Regions from separate parts of the Mus musculus genome. Here all the other regions are linked to region 3. The links are chromatin contacts, called in public HiChIP or PLAC-seq and promoter capture Hi-C maps. All regions are on one chromosome and are shown on one strand. The core of a region is the stretch at or near the end of the contact, and the rest is flanking DNA. Distances in the headings are between cores, read along the strand shown. Region 1 holds the start of Psmd2 (proteasome (prosome, macropain) 26S subunit, non-ATPase, 2). Region 2 holds the start of Chrd (chordin). Region 3 holds the start of Septin5 (septin 5).

The links. Promoter capture Hi-C pulls out the DNA fragments that hold promoters and counts their contacts. HiChIP or PLAC-seq counts read pairs in DNA pulled down with a chosen protein or histone mark.
Region 1: an H3K27ac HiChIP or PLAC-seq map of large pre-B cells shows a contact between it and region 3, with 26 times the contacts expected there. The contact joins the promoter of Psmd2 here to the promoter of Septin5 in region 3. A contact is called at or near these places in 2 of 39 promoter capture datasets (hippocampal neurons and pre-B cells) and 2 of 115 datasets of contacts at active chromatin or transcription factors (astrocytes and large pre-B cells).
Region 2: a contact with region 3 is called in a promoter capture Hi-C map of hippocampal neurons, with 11 times the contacts expected there. The contact joins the promoter of Chrd here to the promoter of Septin5 in region 3. A contact is called at or near these places in 2 of 39 promoter capture datasets (embryonic stem cells and hippocampal neurons).

What each region holds. Positions count from the first base shown.
Region 1 is chr16:20,649,545-20,653,493 of GRCm38.p6, reverse strand. It overlaps Psmd2 (proteasome (prosome, macropain) 26S subunit, non-ATPase, 2), which reads right to left and starts at 1,842. Exons shown (of 21, transcript NM_134101.2): 1 at 1,643-1,842; 2 at 1,194-1,250; 3 at 737-901. The coding sequence starts at 1,777.
Region 2 is chr16:20,730,860-20,735,033 of GRCm38.p6, reverse strand. Chrd (chordin) reads right to left here and starts at 1,907. Exons shown (of 23, transcript NM_009893.2): 1 at 1,739-1,907; 2 at 1,400-1,503; 3 at 898-1,027; 4 at 633-761; 5 at 448-547; 6 at 261-348. The coding sequence starts at 1,886. It also overlaps a transcript of Thpo not described here.
Region 3 is chr16:18,627,055-18,631,329 of GRCm38.p6, reverse strand. Septin5 (septin 5) reads left to right here and starts at 1,392. Exons shown (of 12, transcript NM_213614.2): 1 at 1,392-1,522; 2 at 1,669-1,679. The coding sequence starts at 1,480.

The DNA of each region.
Region 1 (3,949 bases), core at 593-3,092, 2.0 Mb before region 3:
TAATGAGATCTGACGCCCTCTTCTGGTGCATCTGGAGACAGCTACAGTGTACTTAGATATAATAATAAATAAATCTTAAAAAAAAAAGACATAAAAGGGATGAATGTACATGGGACAGAAGAGAGAGAAGGGACATTAAATATAAGCCTTAGAAAGCCAGGCATACTGGCTTATGCCTCTAACCCCAGCACTCCAGATAGAGGCAGGAGGAGGAGGAAGGTCATAAAATAAAGTTCCGTCTAGGCCACACAGCCGAGTTTGAGGTCAGCTAGAGGGGCTGGAGAAAAGGATCAACACTTAGGAGGACTTCCTGCACGCTCATGAAGATCAGAGTTCAAATCCCAGCACCTATTAAGACATCCCAAAAACCTCCAAAAACCAAAATCAAAAAGACATCCCAAAACCAACTATAAAGACCGAGGGTCTTTAGGCATGCATAGGCGTGACACTTATGCATATGCACATGCATACAAGCACATGCATTCAGGCACACACATATATGCACACACTATAAAAATTTTAAATTAAGTCAGAAACACATCGTGCTAAGAAAATCTTAAGATATAATGAAGCAGAAACTTCTAAGGAGCTGAGAAGCATTCTCAGGCTTTCCACTGGAGAATCAGTCTCACTGTGATGAACTTTCCAGCTAGATGGGGTCCACTAGGCTTTCAGTGACTTAGCATTAAAAAAGGAATTATTCAACTGGACAGGTCCCAGCCATATTCTGAATTACCTTATTCTCCCCAGGGGCCATGTTCTCATAGATTTCCTTCAATTTGCCATAGTGTGGACGCAGAAATTTGAGAGGCTTGGGTACTGAAGTCATGGAAGTTGTAGAAGAACGAATTTGTCTTCTCAGTTCCTCCAGAGCTGGTCGATATAGAGATGTATCTTTCTCCTAATAGGGGATGTTAATGCTCAGACCAAAAGGAGTCACATTTCTCCACATCACGACCCATACATACTTAACCAATGCTTTGGTCAAAGACATAACTGGCTCCTATTTCATGATGCCTCAACCCCTGTAAATGACCTGAGACCCATGACCCCATTTAAATACCCTTTGTAACTCTTCCCTCAAATTATCGTAATATCTAATATGTGGTATCTAATTGTTGCCTCAAAATGAAATAGAGTAAACAAATGAGAAACATCAACTATACTCCCCCTGTAGTAACATCTTGACTCACCCCGAGTCGCTCCACGAGCATCTCCAGTTCATCTTGAAGCTGTTTGTCCTCCTCAGACTGGAGGGTTAGGGGAAGAAGCTCATCAAAAGTGGGGACCCGAATCACATTCTCCTCCCACTTACCCCGGGACAGGTGAAGAGTGTGAATGTCTATGGACAAGAAGAGGGCGTGGGATAGGGAAGCAGCCCTATAGGAAAGGCTGTCTACCTTAGGAACCAGGCAGACTCTGCTTGGAAGCCATTCTAGGAAATAACCAAAGAACCGCGATGTGATGGTGAGGGCCTCAGGGAGTGACAGTGCGTAATGGGGCGGGCAGGGTATAAAGAAAGGGTCGCCCCATCCTGAGTCTCCCCGGTGCGGTGGGCAGTACGGAGTCGGGCCCGAGGCCTTCGAGCCAGCAGTGACTCAGCCCAAGGCCTCCTCCTCGGGCTCCCCAGGCTGCGCCTCACCAGCTCCTGCTCTTTGTCTTTTTCCCCGGCATCCCTTCGCTCCTTGCCACTCGACTTCTCGTCCGCGCCGCTGGGGGTTGTCGCGGAGGGCTGTTGGGACTGCACGGGTGTCTTGTCTCGTCCACCCTCCTCCATCTCCGCCACTACTGCCGGCCTGCTGCGCGCGCACCTGCTCGCACCGCCCCTTTTCCCAGAAGGCCACGCGCGTTGTCCTCCAGACCGGAAGCGCCCTGCGGATCCCGAGTCCCGCCCTCTGGAGCAGGACGGGAATTACTGTTCCGGCTTCCAGCCCGAACGGCTACTGTTGAGTTAGGGTGTCTCTGTGCGTGCAAGGGTGGTCTGACTGCAGAGATGCCTAGCTCTCCGATCCTGTAGCTTCACCACAACTGGATGCATGGTACGATGAGAAGGTCATCCTGAAGACAGGACGTCCATACATGTTCATGCTTGCTTTAGTCCTCTGTAGGAGATTTCTATGAGCTCAAAACTCTTCAAGTCTTGACCGAGTCTGTGTGACTTCGGTGTAATTATGCCACTACTACTGTGGAATAGTAACCGCAAACCATTTCCCCCAAAGTGAAGATGAAATTTACTTATTTATTATCCCAGGTTAGCCTCGAACTTACTTTCTAGCAGAGAATAACTTCATTACAGACATGAGCTGCTGATGCGTGTAGATCTTGGATTCTAGGCATAACCATCCATTTCCACTGCCAATGACTTCTTCAGCCTTTGGAGAGAGATTGAACAGCCCATTGCTGCTCTGCCTGTTCTATAGCCGTATAGTCCTCTGTAGGAAATGTCTACCGGTTTCTGTTTCTATGACTTCTATCACAGATAAGAATACATACATACGTACATACATGCATACATATATCAGGCACATACCATATGTATGGTATATAAATATTTAGTATGTATATTTCATGTATACATATGTGTGTATATGTATATATGTGTGTATATGTATATATATATATATATATAATCAACAGTCACATACCAATTAGTATGTTGGAGATGAATTGGAAATTGTGCCCTAAAAGGTTTATCAAGAAGCTGATGAGTCCAGATGAAGAGGATATGAAAAGCTGTTGGGATATATTTCAAGTTATTTTGTAGGAATACATTGTTTTGAAATAAAAACTTGGAAAAATGTGGGAAACTCAAACTTTCAAAACATGATATTAGAAACAAATCCTGCCATGCACCAGCAGTGTGGTTTTGGTAAGCTACCTAAATTAAGTCTGTTTTCTGCCTATGTGAAGTACAAAAAGTTTCTCTTGTAAGAACACTTAAAGAATGAAATGAGCTGGGCAGTGGTGGCGCACACCTATAATCCCAGCACTTGGGAGGCAGAGGCAGGCAGATTTCTGAGTCCAGCCTGGTCTACAGAGTGAGTTCCAGGACACAGAAAAACCCTGTCTCAAAAAAAAACAAAAAAAAAAAAAAAAGAAAAGAAAGAAAGACAGACAGAAAGAAAGAAATGAGCCAGGCATCGTGGCCCATACTTTCAATCCCAATATTTGGGATTAAATAAGGAGGCAAAGGCAGGTGGATCTCTGTGTGTTCAAGGCTAGCCTGGTCTACAGAGTGAGTTCTAAGCAAGCCAGGAACTACACAATGAGACCCTGTTGAAAGTTTTAATAGTGTCTAACTTTTTACACCACTTGGGGTGATAATGCTCCCCTCAAGAGCCAACGACTAACACAATCTCAGGGCCAGGCATAGAAAACCTTCCTCAGAGTTGTTGGTCAGGAGGGTCCGAGAGACTCCTAAAACAATATAAGCTATTGCTGTTGTCCTTGGTTGCCTACCAGAACTTGAAGGTAAGGCTTTGTTGCTAAGGAATTGAGTGGAACTGACCTGGAGGCCTCTTCCCTGAGGTCTGGCTCTCACAATGTCTTAAGGCGCTCTGTAAGCTGCCAAAGAGAAGAGCAATCAATAGTCCTAGCCAGCTGTAAATCGTATAAATCAGAATGACCAGCTCAGTGTAACACTCCCAAAGCTGCAACAACGTCACTTTATTTTGAGGGTAACCAACAACCACCTAATTGGACTTGAGTCCTGCTCAGCAGGAGGGAATTCCTGCTAAGTACTATAAATCTAGCCAACTAAGATTGCCATTAAAGCTACATAATGATATTGGGTCAGTCGCTATTTTTTGTATGTGATATTTTCCCAAAAGACAAGTGTTTTGTGGAGATTTTTACTGTTAACTTTAGAAATGACAGCAGACAATATATTCACTGATAACCAGGTAGGGATTATATTATGACCCTACCATTTATAATTTGATCATCCTAC
Region 2 (4,174 bases), core at 658-3,157, 2.1 Mb before region 3:
GGAAGGGAGACCCCAGACCCTCTTAAGAAGGACCCATGAGCCTTGATTTTAAGTCCTGGCTTACCACTTACTAGCCAAATGACCTTGAACAAATCACATTCTGCTATTCTGAGCCTCAGTTCCCTCCTCTGTAAAATGGGCATCATAATGTCAGGGCCTTTCTCCCACTGGGCTGTTGTGAGAACCAAAGGAGGCAATGCAAAGCATGCTCTCAGCAAGTGCCGATTTTGGATAAGCACTCTTAAATGGCATCATCTCACCAGGCCATCCTGGGTGGGGGTTGCAGGGTGTTCAAACAGGATGTTGCCTGTGGGATCTGTGAAACGAACCCTGCTGGGACGGTCCAGCCTGTGAAGAGAGGTCCAGTGAGACTGGATCTATAGCCTACAGGCTCCTCTTTATTGCCCCCTTTACTACTCCTAGTCCTTGCCCTTTTCCCGGTCTCACCGCTGGTAGGAGACAGAGAAGCGTAAACTTGAGCGCAGCAAAGAGACTCGAGCACGAGCTACCGCCTGCGACCTCGGTCCTGTCAGCAGCGCCACAAAGTCTTCGAGAAGAGAAGATGGCCTGAGCACTGTCAAGCCTTGCCGCGGGACTCAAACTTCATCAGGCCCACCTCCACCCCAGCCTACCTGTGTGGCCATCAGCACGGGTCCGCTCCCCAACGCCGGGTTCCCCTCGATCACTGTAACTGCGATGCTCTGGATCCCTTGGATACTCGAAGACCAGGCCAGCGGGCTGTGGATCTAGATTGCTGCGCTCTGCATCCGGGGTAAGGAATAAGACGGCTGGCTTCAGAAAGGTACCAGGAGGACCAGTCCTCCTCCGCGATGCAAGTCGTACAGGACCTAGTGTAGAGCCTTCCACCCTCCTAACTCCGGGCACAGCGGGCCTCACCCTGCGGGCAGGTCTGGCAGCAGTGTCCTGGCAGCTGGCGCGGCTGCCTGCAGGCCAGGGTGGGGCACTGAGGTTTGATGTTCTTGCAGCTGACCCTGCCAGGACCCCTCCCACGGCGAGCCCACTGAGGCTGATGGCAGAGAACATAGGAAAATTAAGGGAATGAAACCATCAGACCCCAGGGCTGCAGACAGTCAATTCTGCTATTTACAAGTTACATGGCCCGTCCAAAGTTTCTTAACTTCTCTGAGCCTCGGCGTCCCTGTCTGCAAAGTAGAACTAATAATGTCATTTATCTAGCAATACTGTAACGGGAGGGGGGAAGTTGGCTAAAAGCCAGTCACATTGTGGGCGATCAATAACTGTCAACACCGCAGACTTGAAAGCGGTTTCCTCCGATTTGCGGACCAGCCTTCCCCTGAGCATCTCCGAGTCTACTACTTAGGACACCAGCGTTCCGCTACCCTCTAGAGTAGGGCAGGCAGCTGCGTTATCCACTCACCGCTTCACAGGCGCACAGCACGCAGCGCATCACCCCAAAAGGCTCCCCCAGGTCCGGGTGCCACGTCTCGTCCAAGGCATAGACCTTCCCGCCGAAGGAGCAGCCTGCGGGGACGGGCTTGGCTGGCGGCCGCTGTCCGGTTGCTCGTGCCGTAATGCCTGCTCCGGGCTCTGCCCGCCAGGCCCATGGTCCCTTGGCACCGTGCACCTCGCCGCCTCTGCTTTCCCCTCCCACCCTCCCGCTGCGCGAAGCCACCTGCGCCCGGGGCCCTCTCCCTGTGGATGTAGACTTGCCAGGAGTCAGACTCCCCTCCCGCACCTCCCCCTGGAGCCCACCTACCTGCCGCTCCCCGGACAGGCAGCGGCTCCTTCTCGGAACGGATGGGCAGTGCTGGGGGCTCAGGGCCAGTGCCACTGGCCGGCCGCGAGCCGAGCAGCAGCAGCCCGAGGAGCAGCCGCGGGGCCGGCGGGGCCGGGAGGCTCGGCATGACGCGGAGCAGACAGCTGGGGAGGCGGGCGGGAGGAGGGAGCAGGAGAGGGAGTAGGGCCGGACCGGAGGCGGGCCGGCAGGAGGGGGCCGGGGCCAGGAGGGGGGCAGTGGCGAGGGGCTCGTCTCACAGTCGCCTGGTCGGCTCCCGGCCGGGCGGGGCGGGAGAGAGCGGGCGGAGGGGCGCTGACCCGGGCCGTACTCCACTTTAGTGCCCTAGGCGCCGGCTCTGGCCCGTTTTATGCCCGCGCCAGGCGTCCGGGCCCGGGGCCTCCTCTTCAGCAAACGGGGCGCGGCGGCGGCTCCACAAGGAGCCCGGCTGAGCCCGGGGGGTCCGGCCCAGCAGCAGCGGCCGGATCGCGAGTGGGGGAGGGGGACAGGCTGGGACCCGGCAGGGGAGGAGGGAGGGACTGGAGGAGGGGGGAGCGGAGTGGGTAGGGGGAAGGGAGGAACTAGGGGGCGCAAAGAGGGAGAGGAGAGGCGGGCCTCGACACCCCCACACACGCTCCTTGCGACCACCCCTGGAGGTGGTGTCCACCCCAAGACCAGAGGCTCAGGCTAGTGAAGGGCAGAGGCTGAGCCTCGGGCCTGTGGCACTCTTGAACGAGATGGGCCGCTGGAGGATGAGGACTTGTCTTTGAAAATGACACCGATCCACCCCTACCTAGGACCCACAGCACCCCCTTCCTTTCACTCTGGCTGTATTCCTATTTCCCTTCTAAGGTCTCTCCTCTTTCTTCACTTCCCAGGGACAGGAACCTAGCCTGTGCTTCCCAGAATCAAGCAGTGCTTCCCTGAGTGGAGTCATAATTCACCAGCACCCCAACCTGCTCTCAAGTCCATCCAACTACCACCTCTGGCTCTCTCATGCTTTTCCTTCATCCAAGAGATGACCCTCTTCCTCTCCAGCTCAGTCCCCACCTCCTTTGTCCTGCTTTTCTAGACAAGCCTCCCCATCCTACACACACACACACACACACACACACACACACACACACACACACACGCGCGCGCGCGCGCGCGCGCGCGCGCACCGTTCTTCCCACTATCCCAGCACTAGGCTTCCTAATCTTAGAAGGCATCTCTTATTCAACTGGAGAATTCCGGGATCCAGGCCATACGCCTCAGTAGATAGCCCATCCTCTCTGAGGCGCAGAGAAAGCCTGAGGAAGACAAGGGAGAGAGGACAGGGTCAGGCCACAAGGTCCCTGAGGACAGAGACTGTGGGGAGACAGGGACTGGGGAGAAAGCACAGGAGCTAGAGCCAGGGCCAAAGGAAGAGAGGAGCCAGCAAAGAGGTATTTGTGGGGGAGGCTCGGCAGCTGTCCTTCCTAAGACAGGGACAGATGGGCCTGGTTATTTCTCTTGTCACATGTATAGTGGTAGGACTAGAAGAGGATCATTGAGCAATCAAGGGCAGGCTTGCCCACAGAGCTGAGGGGGTTTAGCGCTCCAGGTCCCTGTACCCCTAGTAGAAAGACTGAGCCCAGTCAATCTGTCTGTCTGTCTGTTTGTCTGTCTGTCTGTCTGTTTTAAATAAGATCTCATTATGCAGCCCTGGCTCACTAGGTAGACCAGGCTAGCCTTAAACTCTCTGAGATCCACCTACCTCTGCCTCCCAAGTGCTGAGAATCAAGACATGCTCTGGGCTCAATCTTTTGGAACTCACTCTGTAGACCAGGCTGGCCTCGTACTCAGAAATCCACCTGCCTCTGCCTCCCAAGCGCTAGAATTAAAGGAGTGTGCCACCACTGCCCAGCTCTGGGCTCTTTTTTTTTTTTTTTGTTTTTGTTTTTTTTTATTTATTTATTTTTATTATATGTAAGTACACTGTAGCTGTCTTCAGACACTCCAGGAGAGTCAGATCTCGATGGTTGTGAGCCACCATGTGGTTGCTGGTATTTGAACTTCGGAAGAGCAGACGGGTGCTCTTACCCACTGAGCCATCTCACCAGCCCCTCTGGGCTCAATCTTAACCAAACACATATCCCTTTACTTCCCGGGTCCCACATATTGTCCATACTGTCTTTCTGATAACGTGATCATTTTCTAATATAGGCAATACCTACTTTGCCAGTTGGAAAGGGGAAATGCCAGGAAAGACACTCCTCTGGAGCAGGGGAATATAGAAGGAAAAGCAAGCAAGCCAGCATGCTGTCAGAATTCAGCAGCAGGTATACTGTTCAGGGAAAAGAAATTTGGAGAGCCAGGAACTGAGACTTCATCCATCTAAAACAAGACCTCTCTTTCCCAGAGAGAACCGTATTCTGCCAGATTTCTCCTGGACTA
Region 3 (4,275 bases), core at 143-2,642:
TTATTCCTCTTCTATACACAAGCTTCTTTCCCCTCTCCTACACTTCCCTCCGGGCCAAGGCAGCCAAGCACAACCCCCTAACTAGAGGAGACCAGGAGTGTCCCTCCCATCAGTGCCCCAGGGAAGATACTTCCTTTTCCCCCCACTTTGTTTCTGCCGTTGGAGTGACAGTAACAGTCAGCTCAGGCTTAATGTCCTAGCTTTCCTTCGTGGGTTTCTCCAGACTCAGAACTGGCAAGCTCAGAAGTCCTGACATTGTGTTTCTGTCCCTGCCTCAGACTGCACATATTCCTCTAACAGAGTTCCAAATTCCCCCAAGAACGCCATGAAAAAAGTCACTGGTGAAGCCAAACCTAAGAGATGTGTAGACACTTTTACTTCTACATTGTTTTATACACAAAATGATTAGCACTTGATCACGTGTGAGTGCCCTCTCTAGATCCCAAAGATGCACCACAGTGTGTCATATGCCCCATCTGATCCTTAGGCTGTAGAAGAAAGATTTGGACAATGGAACATCCCTACCCTGGTCACAGACTCTCTGGTGAGGTTTAAGCCACCACCTGGGATGTGACAGTAACACAGAAGTTATTCACACCGTGGGTCACTTAGTCCTATCAACTTTTTGAAGATTCAGAGTCACAGCATCTTCATGCATAAATGTGGCTCTGAGCATGGACTTGTCTTTATGTGTCCCTCAGCCCCCTTCAACCCCTCTCCAGGGGGGTAGCTGGGGAGAGCACAGATCACAGAAAACCGGGACCAGAGCTGGAGCAAGGAGGGCTAAGGTGGCCTTCGGATTGTGTCCTTCTAGCCATACACCTCAAGTACTCCCATCTTACAACCACACCCTGCCTGCCGTGTGCTTTCCATCTTGCCCAGGCGTTTGTGTGTGTCCAGTGTAGAATGCCTAGCACCCAGCAGACTGCAGGAGAGCTCGGGTTCTGGACTTGTGCTCAATGTACCAAGGGTAGGGCTCCAGGTCTGCCCCTTCCAAATGCTTCTTGATGGGGTGAAAAAGGGGTCTTTATATCACCTGAACTCATTCATCGGCTGCATGAAGCACAGTCCTGGGACATGCTTTATAGAATGGCCACTCGATGGAAGGTCAGAGGCCCAGGAACCAACCGGCTTCCAGCGACAGCCAAGGGAGAACAGAGTCTAGGCCTGGGCTAGATGACAGGAAGGGGAGGGGGCGTTCCGGACGAAGCCGTGGGAATAGCCCGGCTGCACTCGCGCGGCCGGGAGAACCAAAGGCCTGGGGGGAACCACAGCGGGACGCCTCAGTCCCCGCCCCCACCGGCCTCTCCGGGTCGCGCGTGGGCGCGGCGGGCGCCGATTGGCTGGCGGGCGCGCGGGCGGGGCGGGTGGTGGCGGCGCGGAGGGGCGGGTCACCCCTCAGCCGGCCTCGGCCTCCACCGCTGGTCGCCGCGCCCCGCCCGCGCGCCCGCCGCCACACGTCCCCCGCCGGCGGCCACCATGAGCACAGGACTGCGGTACAAAAGCAAGCTGGCGACCCCAGGTGAGCCCAGAGCCTGTCCGCGTGCCCGCGCTCCTTTGTCCCCGCCGCCCGCCCGCCTCTCACCGTCTGTCTCCGTCTCTCCCCTGCCCGCCGGCCCGGACCCTCCCGGACCCGCCCGGACCCGGATCACGACCCGGACCATGCAGAGGACAAACAGGTACTGGCGTTGCGCCGCTCGGCCGGTGGTGAGATCGGACCGGCTGTCACCCATTGTGGCACCGATGCTGGTGGCGCCCAGGCGTGACCCCGCCCCCGCCGGCCGTCACCCAGTCCTTTGGCGTTAATCGATTGTCTGTAGGGGCAGCGCCGCTGCTCCTGGGGCTACGGAGGGGAAGTGTAGGCACTGCGCTTGGTTCCCTGACCTGTATAGCAGCGGCCTAGGCACCTCCCCAGAAAGGGAGGCTGGGATAAGGGCCTCTCTCCTCTAGTCCAGGGCCAGCATCCCCTTTTTAACCTGACCGGAAGGCCTCGTGCTGGGGGTCCTGGGTGAGGCTGTAGTTATGACAGGCCAGGAATGGGGGGGGGGGCCCACCAGTCTCCTGAGCAATACCATGGGGCCTCTGCTTCATGCCCATGCACCTTTGGGTGTCTCTCTTCTGTGCCTAAATTTATGCTCACTAGTCTTTGGCAGAGCATCTTCCAAGACCTGGAACTTGCAAGGCTCCCCATCTGAGTCATCCTAGCACTAGCCCTCCAAACCTTGAGTACAGCCAGGCTGTGGCCTTCCAGAGGGGGGCTAGCCTGATTTCCCCACCCCAGGGAAAGTACCAGCCTACCGGGTAACCTGTGAAAATCCAAAGGAGCTGAGGGTTGTGAAACCAGAGTGCTGTGGAAGTGGGTGACCAAAGGGATGTCCTCTGTGGCTTGAGCTAGGCCCTGTTTGAAGATGGGGTGGGGGAGGCCCAATTCTGACACCAGAAGGCTTCAGCAAGCCTTGCTGGGGATGGGTGTTCTCGCCTAGCATTGGACTCCAGAGTACTAGACCAGAGTACATCATCAGACAGAGCAAAAGCAGCTGGCAGATGGGGTGAGCCGGAGAGTCACAGTCTCCTGGCAGGGACATGCCCCGCCCAAGGCTGATGAGACTCACTGGGAGGGGCTCCCCCAGGAGAACTGCCTCCCCATCCCAGTAAGCCAGACAAAGCCCGATGGGGACACATGCTATTGTGTAAGGGAGAGGGGGGCCAGAGGCTAGGAAGGCAAGGACCTAGGCTTCTCCTGGGCCTCTGGAAGGTCTTCCAAGTCACCTGGCTGGGGTACTTGCTGCTTAGCACCATCCATGTTCTCCTGTCTGTTGCTGCTAGGATGGAGACCCCTCCCCCTTCCTGATGGAGTATGAGTCCTTCAGGCCTGCATCTGCCCATCCTCTGGTTAGCTAGGAGCCAGCCTTATGCCACTCCCTATCCCCAGGCCTGAAGGAAGAGAGCGCTGGGTGAAGGCAGATGGAGTGAGCCCCAGAACAGTGCTGGAGCTCTGGTGTCCGAGCTGGGACCTTGTGGGCCTGGGGGAACAGTGTGGAATACCTTGGTTCCCAATATGGCTGCACAGGGCCGGGCTTAACCAGGCCTCTTTCTGACTCTAACTGGGGGAGGGGGTAGAGCAGCAGTCTGGGTAGAAGGAGGTGTCTGTCTGCCCTTTGCACCCATATCTCTTCTCAGGCAGTGATGAGGACTTTGTTGGTTGTGCCTGCCGCTTCAGAGCCTAGTCATAATTCTAAGAATGGGAAGCCTCAACAGGCTCCTTCTCACGAAGAGGTGTGTTTTGCTGTGTATGGCTTCATATCCCTGAGGAATATTTGTTGAGCCTCTGGGACTAGAAAAAGGGGGTGCAAGGCTCCTCCCCTAGGGCTTCTCCAGGGAATACACAGGCTATGATGGCCTGCTTGGGTGATACTTAGACAGGCTGTTTGGCTGGGATGTCCCCTAAGCATGTACATTCCCAATGAACAAGTTGAAAGGCAGTCAGTCTAAGACCTACTAGGTCTGTTCAGCATCAGGGTATGGTTCAGCCAAGGGCATCTGTGTGCTCTTCCAGAGATGCCCGCCCTAGGTCGGAGATAGCAACCTGCCTAGGTGATGCTGGGCTGAGAGCTGTGTTTGCGGTGATTGGGGTGGAGTGGGGGGTGAGGGGGTGAGGGATAGGACTCAGTCTAAATGCTTCATGTAGGTCAGACAGGAACCAGTAGCCACTTTCTGGGAGCCAGAACTGGGAGGCTTCTTTTCAGCCCTGGGATGAATGGCTCTCCTGTTGCAGCTGTGGGCTCAGGCTCCTCCCCAGGTGCTAGTCACCCCGGGGGTGCCCATAGCAAGACCCAGGGTGGAGGCCCCTCCAGGAAGCTAAGACGGTGAGGCTTCATGGAGGAGGGGTGGTACCTGCATAGAGGAGGGAGGTCTCCTGGTCCTTTGCCCACTCTGGACAGTGGCTTGTCTAGTTTCTTGCAGCCTGGGGCTGGAGCTCTGATTCTGGTGGGGTTAGAAATGAGGACTGAGGAAAAGTTTGGTGGCTCACAGCCAATGGCTTCCCAATTCCTGGAACATCTGGTACCTAAAGTGTTGGCATGTTGTGGGCAGAAGTTTTGCCTAGCTGAGGGCTAGCTAAAGCTTCCAAGCTCTGAAGGAAGCCGGCCATCTGAACTCTGGCCACTGCATCCCAGGCACCCTTAATTTGTTTTTTTGAGATAGAGTCTATGTAGTCCTGACTGTCCTGGACTTCGCTATGTAGACCAGGCTGGCCCAAAACTCAGAGACATCCGC